2 separate regions of the Zea mays genome follow, and region 2 is linked to region 1. Evidence: chromatin contacts called from public Hi-C data. All regions are on one chromosome and are shown on one strand. Each heading gives the region's core, a stretch centred on a gene start, on an enhancer-like site or on the middle of the called end of the contact. The rest is flanking DNA. Distances are from core to core; before and after follow the strand shown. Region 1 has its middle 4.9 kb from the start of LOC118476156. Region 2 holds the start of LOC100193331 (putative cytochrome P450 superfamily protein).

The links. Hi-C and Micro-C count contacts between places; a contact is called where the count stands out from the background.
Region 2: a Hi-C map of tassel shows a contact between it and region 1, with 4 times the contacts expected there. The contact joins the promoter of LOC100193331 here to the enhancer-like site in region 1. A contact is called at or near these places in 12 of 25 Hi-C or Micro-C datasets (bundle sheath, ear, endosperm and 5 more) and 1 of 3 datasets of contacts at active chromatin or transcription factors (leaf).

What each region holds. Positions count from the first base shown.
Region 1 is chr1:255,102,913-255,106,440 of Zm-B73-REFERENCE-NAM-5.0, forward strand. No RefSeq gene overlaps it. Among protein-coding and RNA genes, the nearest start is that of LOC118476156, 4.9 kb to the left of the region's middle. Within about 2 kb of position 1,314, at least 18 of the 20 cell types and tissues checked have an H3K27ac peak or open chromatin away from gene starts, as enhancers often do. A contact at or near this core is called in bundle sheath, ear, endosperm and 3 more, where this site is marked.
Region 2 is chr1:255,222,282-255,225,676 of Zm-B73-REFERENCE-NAM-5.0, forward strand. LOC100193331 (putative cytochrome P450 superfamily protein) reads left to right here and starts at 1,494. Exons shown (of 9, transcript NM_001138467.1): 1 at 1,494-1,810; 2 at 2,461-2,782. The coding sequence starts at 1,620.

The DNA of each region.
Region 1 (3,528 bases), core at 64-2,563:
ATTTCTGACGGCTTAGACTTATGTCCGACAGCTAACTAGCTACAAAAGCTAGTTAAAGCTTTTTAGCACTAACATATCTTTTAGACTACTTTTTACCATGTCGTCGTCATTGTCGCCCACCATGACTAACGAGTCGCTTCGTTTTAGCTCATAGTATAAAAAACGATATGTTTGGACACCCCCCTACGACCGTGGCGACTCGTTACTATCACTAGCTAATAGCTAGTCGATCTTGTGCATACCCAAGTACTGTTAGGTTATATTCAGCGGATGATCGTGCGTAAGGTTGTGCAAAACACTATTTTTTTTTACTATATAGATAGTATTGTTTGCAGAGCGAACTTTAGAATAGGAGACGAGATAGAAAATAAGATAGAAGAGCCGCTGGAGATAACCTCACTATAGCTGGCTACTACGACCACACGTACTACTATCTATGTGGTGAGTGGGATGTCCATTCTCCTCCTTCAATTACATGTGTGCTACAAGGCCTAACGTACGTACGTACGCGTGTGCGCTTTATTTGTTCCGACCCAGTGGCCAACGAGTAGTCGTAGTACTAGTTACGTACAACCATGACCTGGAGATTGGAACGCGTCGTCGTCGTGGTCGTCACTATATGCCAAGTTTCTTCTTGCATTACCAATATTGCATGCACATGCATATCCTGGAGGACTAGTCCTTGCATTGCTAACGAATAGAATGAGGTTTCATTTGCCCGCCCCGCTCTTTTTCCTTTCCTTTTGGCGCAAATCCGGCGGGCCGGCCGGCCGGTAGTCGCGAGCTTTTGCTCACTTCAAGAAAGCTCAGTCGTCGCCGTAGCGCGCGTAGCTCCTAGCTAATTATTCTATGGCTGGCCTCGCTCCAGCAGTCCAACAGCGGGGCCATAGACACGCACGCACGGCACTCCCCTGTTCGAGCGAAAGTTGCAAACAAACCTCGGTTTGGGATAGTAAATGCTTCCTTGATGAAGGGAGTAGTGGTAGCATGCATGATGGGGGCTTAGGTTCCTAACAAATCAATAATTAGGTGGACCTCTTCCTTGTCTTATTTATGCGACTACGTACTTTGTTATAGAAAAAATTCGAGTGTTTGTCTATTTATTTGCTTTTCCTCACCCTTTTCTTTTCTTTTTTAATAGAATTCGAGAGTGTGGATTTGACCCGTACGTAATTTTTGCGACGCTGGCTCCACCGTCCGTACCTAGCTAGCTACGCGACTAGTCACATGCGTGCATGGACGAACCAGGGTGCTGAGCAGGCGCACAGCAGCAGGAACAGGAAAGCGAGAGGGCATCCATCCGGTCCGGCCTGGGACGGGACGGCGAGGAGGACGATGCAGAGGCCGGCCGCATGCCACGACAAGGGAGAGGCCCTCGTGCAACTCTGATTTGATTGATTCAATTCATGGCGCGCGACTGTCCGGCCGATCCATGCGCACGTCGTCACGCCAACGACAACCAACCAACCAAACACAGACACAGACACAGACGCGTCCCTAGCTAGTACAAGGATATACACTACAACTATACTTTAATATACTTTATTATATAAATATTATTTTAAAACTATACATTTAGGTCGCTGCAATTTTGTTAGATCTCGATATATAAAAACCTGATTTGAGGGATGGGCATACATGTGCGGCCGCCATGCATGCATGTGAGTGATCGACGCCTATGCAAACATGCATGCATGTGGAATCCAGGGGGAGCCACCGACATCCCTCCCACATCATTCCCCGCTCGTGTGCATGTATTTTTATATATATAGAATGCAAATGCAGAACAGGGATGTACGTACCTAAGTACGTGCACGTAACTATCCGTGGTCCGTCCATCTTCGTGCACGCCGACTCTATTTTCTTTATTATTTTAGCCCCTTTTGTGAACATTTAATGTTTAGGTCTCTCGTGAGTGAGTCCGTGGCCACAACATATACTATCAGAATTCGGCTCTTTACCGAATGCCAAATAATTTATCGATTGCTTTTTTCAGCACTCGGTAAATAAGCTTTTTGTCGAGTGTCAAACAAAAAACACTCGGTAAAAAAACACTCGACAAATAAAACTCTTTGCCGAGTGTTTTATTTTTGACACTTGACAAAGAGTTTCTTTGCCGAGCGTTTTTTTAGACACTAGTTAAAGAGCTTGTTTTTTTCAACACTAGGCAAAGACAATTTAAAAATCATATTTTGAAGCAGTAAATTAATTCAAATGAAAATGTTTTCAACTAAAGATTTGTATAACTTCTCGAGATGTACAATTTATATTTTAATCATTTCTCATATTACAAAATAAAAATAAATTTGTTCATAAAACATATATATCTCTATCGTAGTTTATGATACTACAGGAGAGATGTACAAAATTTATGAATAATGTTAGAACCATTATGTCGGATTAACAAATGACCAAACAAACAAAATAAACTTTGTAGATCTTGATAAGTTATAGAATTTTGTAGTTCGTAACTTATTCATTTGAAGTCATCTTGTCAACGAAAACTACGTCTGGATTTAAAAATTTTAAAATTTGAATTTTGAAAACGACCTCGAATGCAAAAACTACCAACATGAAAATTGTAGGTATTGAAAAGTTATGAAACTTTATAGTTGACAATGTTTTGGTTTGAAATCATATTATCATGCAAAACTATGTTTGAATTTTAAAAATTGAATTTTTCAAACTACCTCGGATGGAAAAAAACCACCAAAATAAAAGTTGTAGGTCTTCAAATGTAATGAAACTTTGAAATTGACAAACTTTAAATTTGAAATCATCTTATCATAGAAAAATTATTGTGGAGTTTTCAAATTTGAAATTCAAATTTTGTAAGCGGCCTCGGATGTAGAAACTATCTGTTATGGTGGGTAAAACATATGAAAGGCGGCCCAAGCAGCCCATAGGCAAGGCCACGCCAGGAGATCAAGATTAGAGGGATAAGGATAAGTTTGTTTAGATTAGATATCAAAAGAGAATTAGTAGGAGTTTGTTAGAGAATAAATAGGGGCGACAGCAGTTTATGTGCGCCTGTACTGGACTATATAAAGTCCTTAGTTTGTACCTAGGAGGATTAGCAAAGATCAATCTAAGAAGAGTATTGCTCCTTGCCACATTCTGTCTCAGCCGTGCGCCAGCACGGCTCCCTCTCGCCCTCAATCCTCAAGGCCTCGCCCTACTACCCACTCATACAACCTCAGAAGTCGAGATCATTACAATCTGGTATCAGATATGTCAGGTCATGATGAGGAAGATAGCACGGCAGCTACTGCCCTCTAGCAGTCCCTGGCGTCCATCGCCGCGACACTAGGTGAAGTCCAACGTCAGCTCTGCGACTTTGCCCAGCAGATGTCCTCCATCTCCTCCCGTGTTGCGGTCGTCGAGGCATGTCCATTTGCATCCACGCCAGCCACCCCGCAAGACATTCCCTATGGCCTGCCGGGATACGGCGGCATCCCCAAGGTACCGGTGAACACCAATCCTTTGCCAGTCACGACACATCCTAACCCCACAGCCCCCTTCCAATCC
Region 2 (3,395 bases), core at 244-2,743, 120 kb after region 1:
CCCGTATATACCCAACGCATAAATTATTTATTGAGCATCCAGGTAACAATTCAAATATTAGAGTAGTTAAATCAAACAATAATAGTTTCTTAGGAGCTTTTAGACTTCACCTTTCGAAAGCAAAAAAGGCTCGAGATAGCCCAAATGCCGAAAACTTAATTCAAAGCCTTTTGGCTTTCGACCGTCTTTTTTAGTTTTTGAAAGGTTTCAAGGCCAAAGCCATAGGTTGTGAGCTTAATATATACAGCTAAGACTATCTACAACAGCTTACTCATAGTCATATTTAAACTACACTCTATAAACAATACAATCTACAGTGCAACACAGTGCAAAAAGATGATTTTTTTGGTGACCATATGAGTAAACTACTGTACATTGCACTTATATGGTCACTAAAAACACCGTTTTTGCATTATTTTACATTGTAAATTGCACTGTTTATAGAGTGTAGCTTGAATATAGGTATGAGTAAATTGCTGGATATGTTTTAAGACCAAGTATACTAAGATGATGTGTGTCGTCTGTAAAATATGCCACGTCAGATTTAAGATAACGTGGAAGAAAAATAATGAAATAGAGATAGGAGAAAATATATAACTTATTTATTATTATAGGGTTATTTTATGAGTAGACTTTTAATCGACCATATATGACATGACAGCATAGTTAAACTCACTATTGACTACTATTGTCTAAGAATTGGCTAGTTATCCAGCGAATAATTATTACTCGATATATTATTATTATATTGGCCTGTTGAGATCTACCACGGCTAATTTTTTTTAAGCCGGCGCTGGAATTATTACTGGAGCGGATCCAAGACCTCCTAATAAGCGGCCGTGCCGTACAGCATACAACAAGATGCGGGGCGGTGCGCAGTGGCCTGGAAACAAACAAGCAAGCGTGCGCCGCGCAGGAGCAGACGCGCACACATGGGTTGGGTGGGCACCGCGCCGCGAGGCAAGCGTCGTTCCCGATGCCGAGCATGCGCGCCCGGCCACTGCACACGCCAGCAGTGCAGTGCAGTGCACTGCAGAGCTGGACTGGATGGATGGATGGATAGATAGCTAGAGGTCATCGGACTGCGGCCGCTGCTGCCGCCGCTGTGGCTCCATTTTTCTTTCTTTCTTTCTTTCTTTGCCGTTCATCTCTTCTTGCGTGATTCCATCTCCGTAGCAGCAGCAGCCTAGCAAGCACCATGATTCTCACATTTCACACACGCACACGCACGGCACACACAAGGAGCTTTGACGCTTGTCGTGACCCCACGGTCAAGCCTCAATCCGCTCCGCCTTGGAATGTGGACCCTAGCTCCTCCTCTGTATTAGAGTTTGAGAAAATTGAAGAAAAAGAAAAATGGAAAGGCACCGAGTGACAAATAATAAACTGAGAAAAAAAAGCTCTTGGTCTCGCCAAGGTGACCTGGTGTGTGTGTGCCTGTGGCCTATATAAAGGGATGCTCGGCACCCAGTACAACAGCAACCAAAGCACACCCCTCCTCCTTGCTCTGCGGTGCTCGGAGTTGGGGAGTTGGAGCACCACCACCACCACTCTTCCCCTCTCCTCGCTCGTCCTGTTGGAAGCAGCACACGCACGAGAGAGAAAGAGAGACACAAGAGATGGCGCTGCTGTTGCTCCTGCTGGCCGTGCTCGGCGTGGTGCTGGCGAGCAGCCTGCTGCTGCGGTGGAACGAGCTGCGGTACAGCCGCCGCCGGGGCCTGCCGCCGGGCACAATGGGGTGGCCGCTCTTCGGCGAGACCACCGAGTTCCTCAAGCAGGGGCCTAGCTTCATGAAGCAGAGGAGGCTCAGGTACCGTGCCCCGCCCGCCCCGTCTGCGCTGCATTCCGCTCGCTCTCTCGCCCGTCCCATGCTCTGCCTCTTCTCCCTTCTCGTCTTTCCAAGAGGCAAGAGCAGAGCACTAGTCGAGCAGAGTAGCGCGCCCGCGAGCGCGAGCCCTGCTTGCTTTGCCTTCGCCTTGCCGTCTGCAGTATGTGTGTGTCTGTCTGTCACTCCCCGCCCGCATCAATCATTTGTTAGAAAGGAAGTGTAGTAGTAGCAGAAAGAAAGAAAGAAAAGTGGCGATCCGGAGGAGGAGCAGAGGCAGAGGCGGAGCATCAGTGTCGTGTTCCCCAAAAGCTCGCAGCACAGCACTGTTCCTGTTCCAGCCCTCTGCTGGCTGATTATCATAGTACCGTGCCATCATCAGCATCCTAAACCAAAAGCACCACCACCTTATCATGATGCCACTGCTGGCAGACAGGAGAGAGAGAGAGGGAGAGGGAAAACAACACCGACTTTCTATTGCAGAATAATAATAAGCATAATAATAATAATAATAATAATAACAACAACAAAACAAGCTAGCTAGACATGGTAAAAAGAAAAACCATTTGCTAACAGTAACAGCAAAGCAAGCACATAGGGGGACTGAAGCAGGAACCTGGTGGTGGGCATGGCAGGTACGGGAGCCTGTTCCGGACGCACATCCTGGGCTGCCCCACGGTGGTGTGCATGGAGCCGGAGCTGAACCGGCGGGCGCTGGCCAGCGAGGGCGCCGGCTTCGTCCCGGGCTACCCGCAGTCCATGCTCGACATCCTGGGGCCCAACAACATCGCCGCCGTGCACGGCCCGCTCCACCGCGCCATGCGGGGCGCCATGCTCGCGCTCACGCGGCCACACATGATCCGCGCCGCGCTCCTCCCCAAGATCGACGCCTTCATGCGCGCCCACCTCCACGGCTGGGCCGGACGCCGCGTCGACATCCAGGAGATGACCAAGGAGGTATGTGGTATACACACAGATATGCAATCTTGATGCTGCCCTCGATCTTGGCTCTTTCTTCTTTCGCTTTTGCTGCCTCTGTTGTTTCTTGATGCTGTGCGATCCTTCTGACTCCTGGGCTCTGAGGGGGTAGAAAGATAAGAAAGAGAAGGAAAAAAACAGCAAGAAAGAGAACATACGGGTAGAGCAGCAGGTTGATGGCAAAAAATAAAAGAAAGGGGCAGTAACTCCGTGGGGCCCACGGTTGAAAGATTAACAGATTCACCTTTGACTAATATTGCATCTCAGTGGACAAATTGTCGTAGCTGTTGACATTGGTTTCGGCAACAAACCTGACTGAAAGTGGAATGGGACACGTTCCCATATTTTTTTTACAGCACCTACCGCCACCATTTTTCATCACTTGCTGCCGCCCTCCGATATCCAGAGAGGCAACGCCATAGGCCGACACGGCAGAATGATGGCGCCCCTTGAAAACCGATGAATTCATCGGCTGCTGATAAAAGAAAAAAGAGTTGCGAGCAAAAGGAGGGATCTTCCCCCATCCTTTCCTTTCCTCTCTCTCTACCCAAAAGGGGAATCTTTGGCTTTCTAGAACCTGTACTGCACTGCT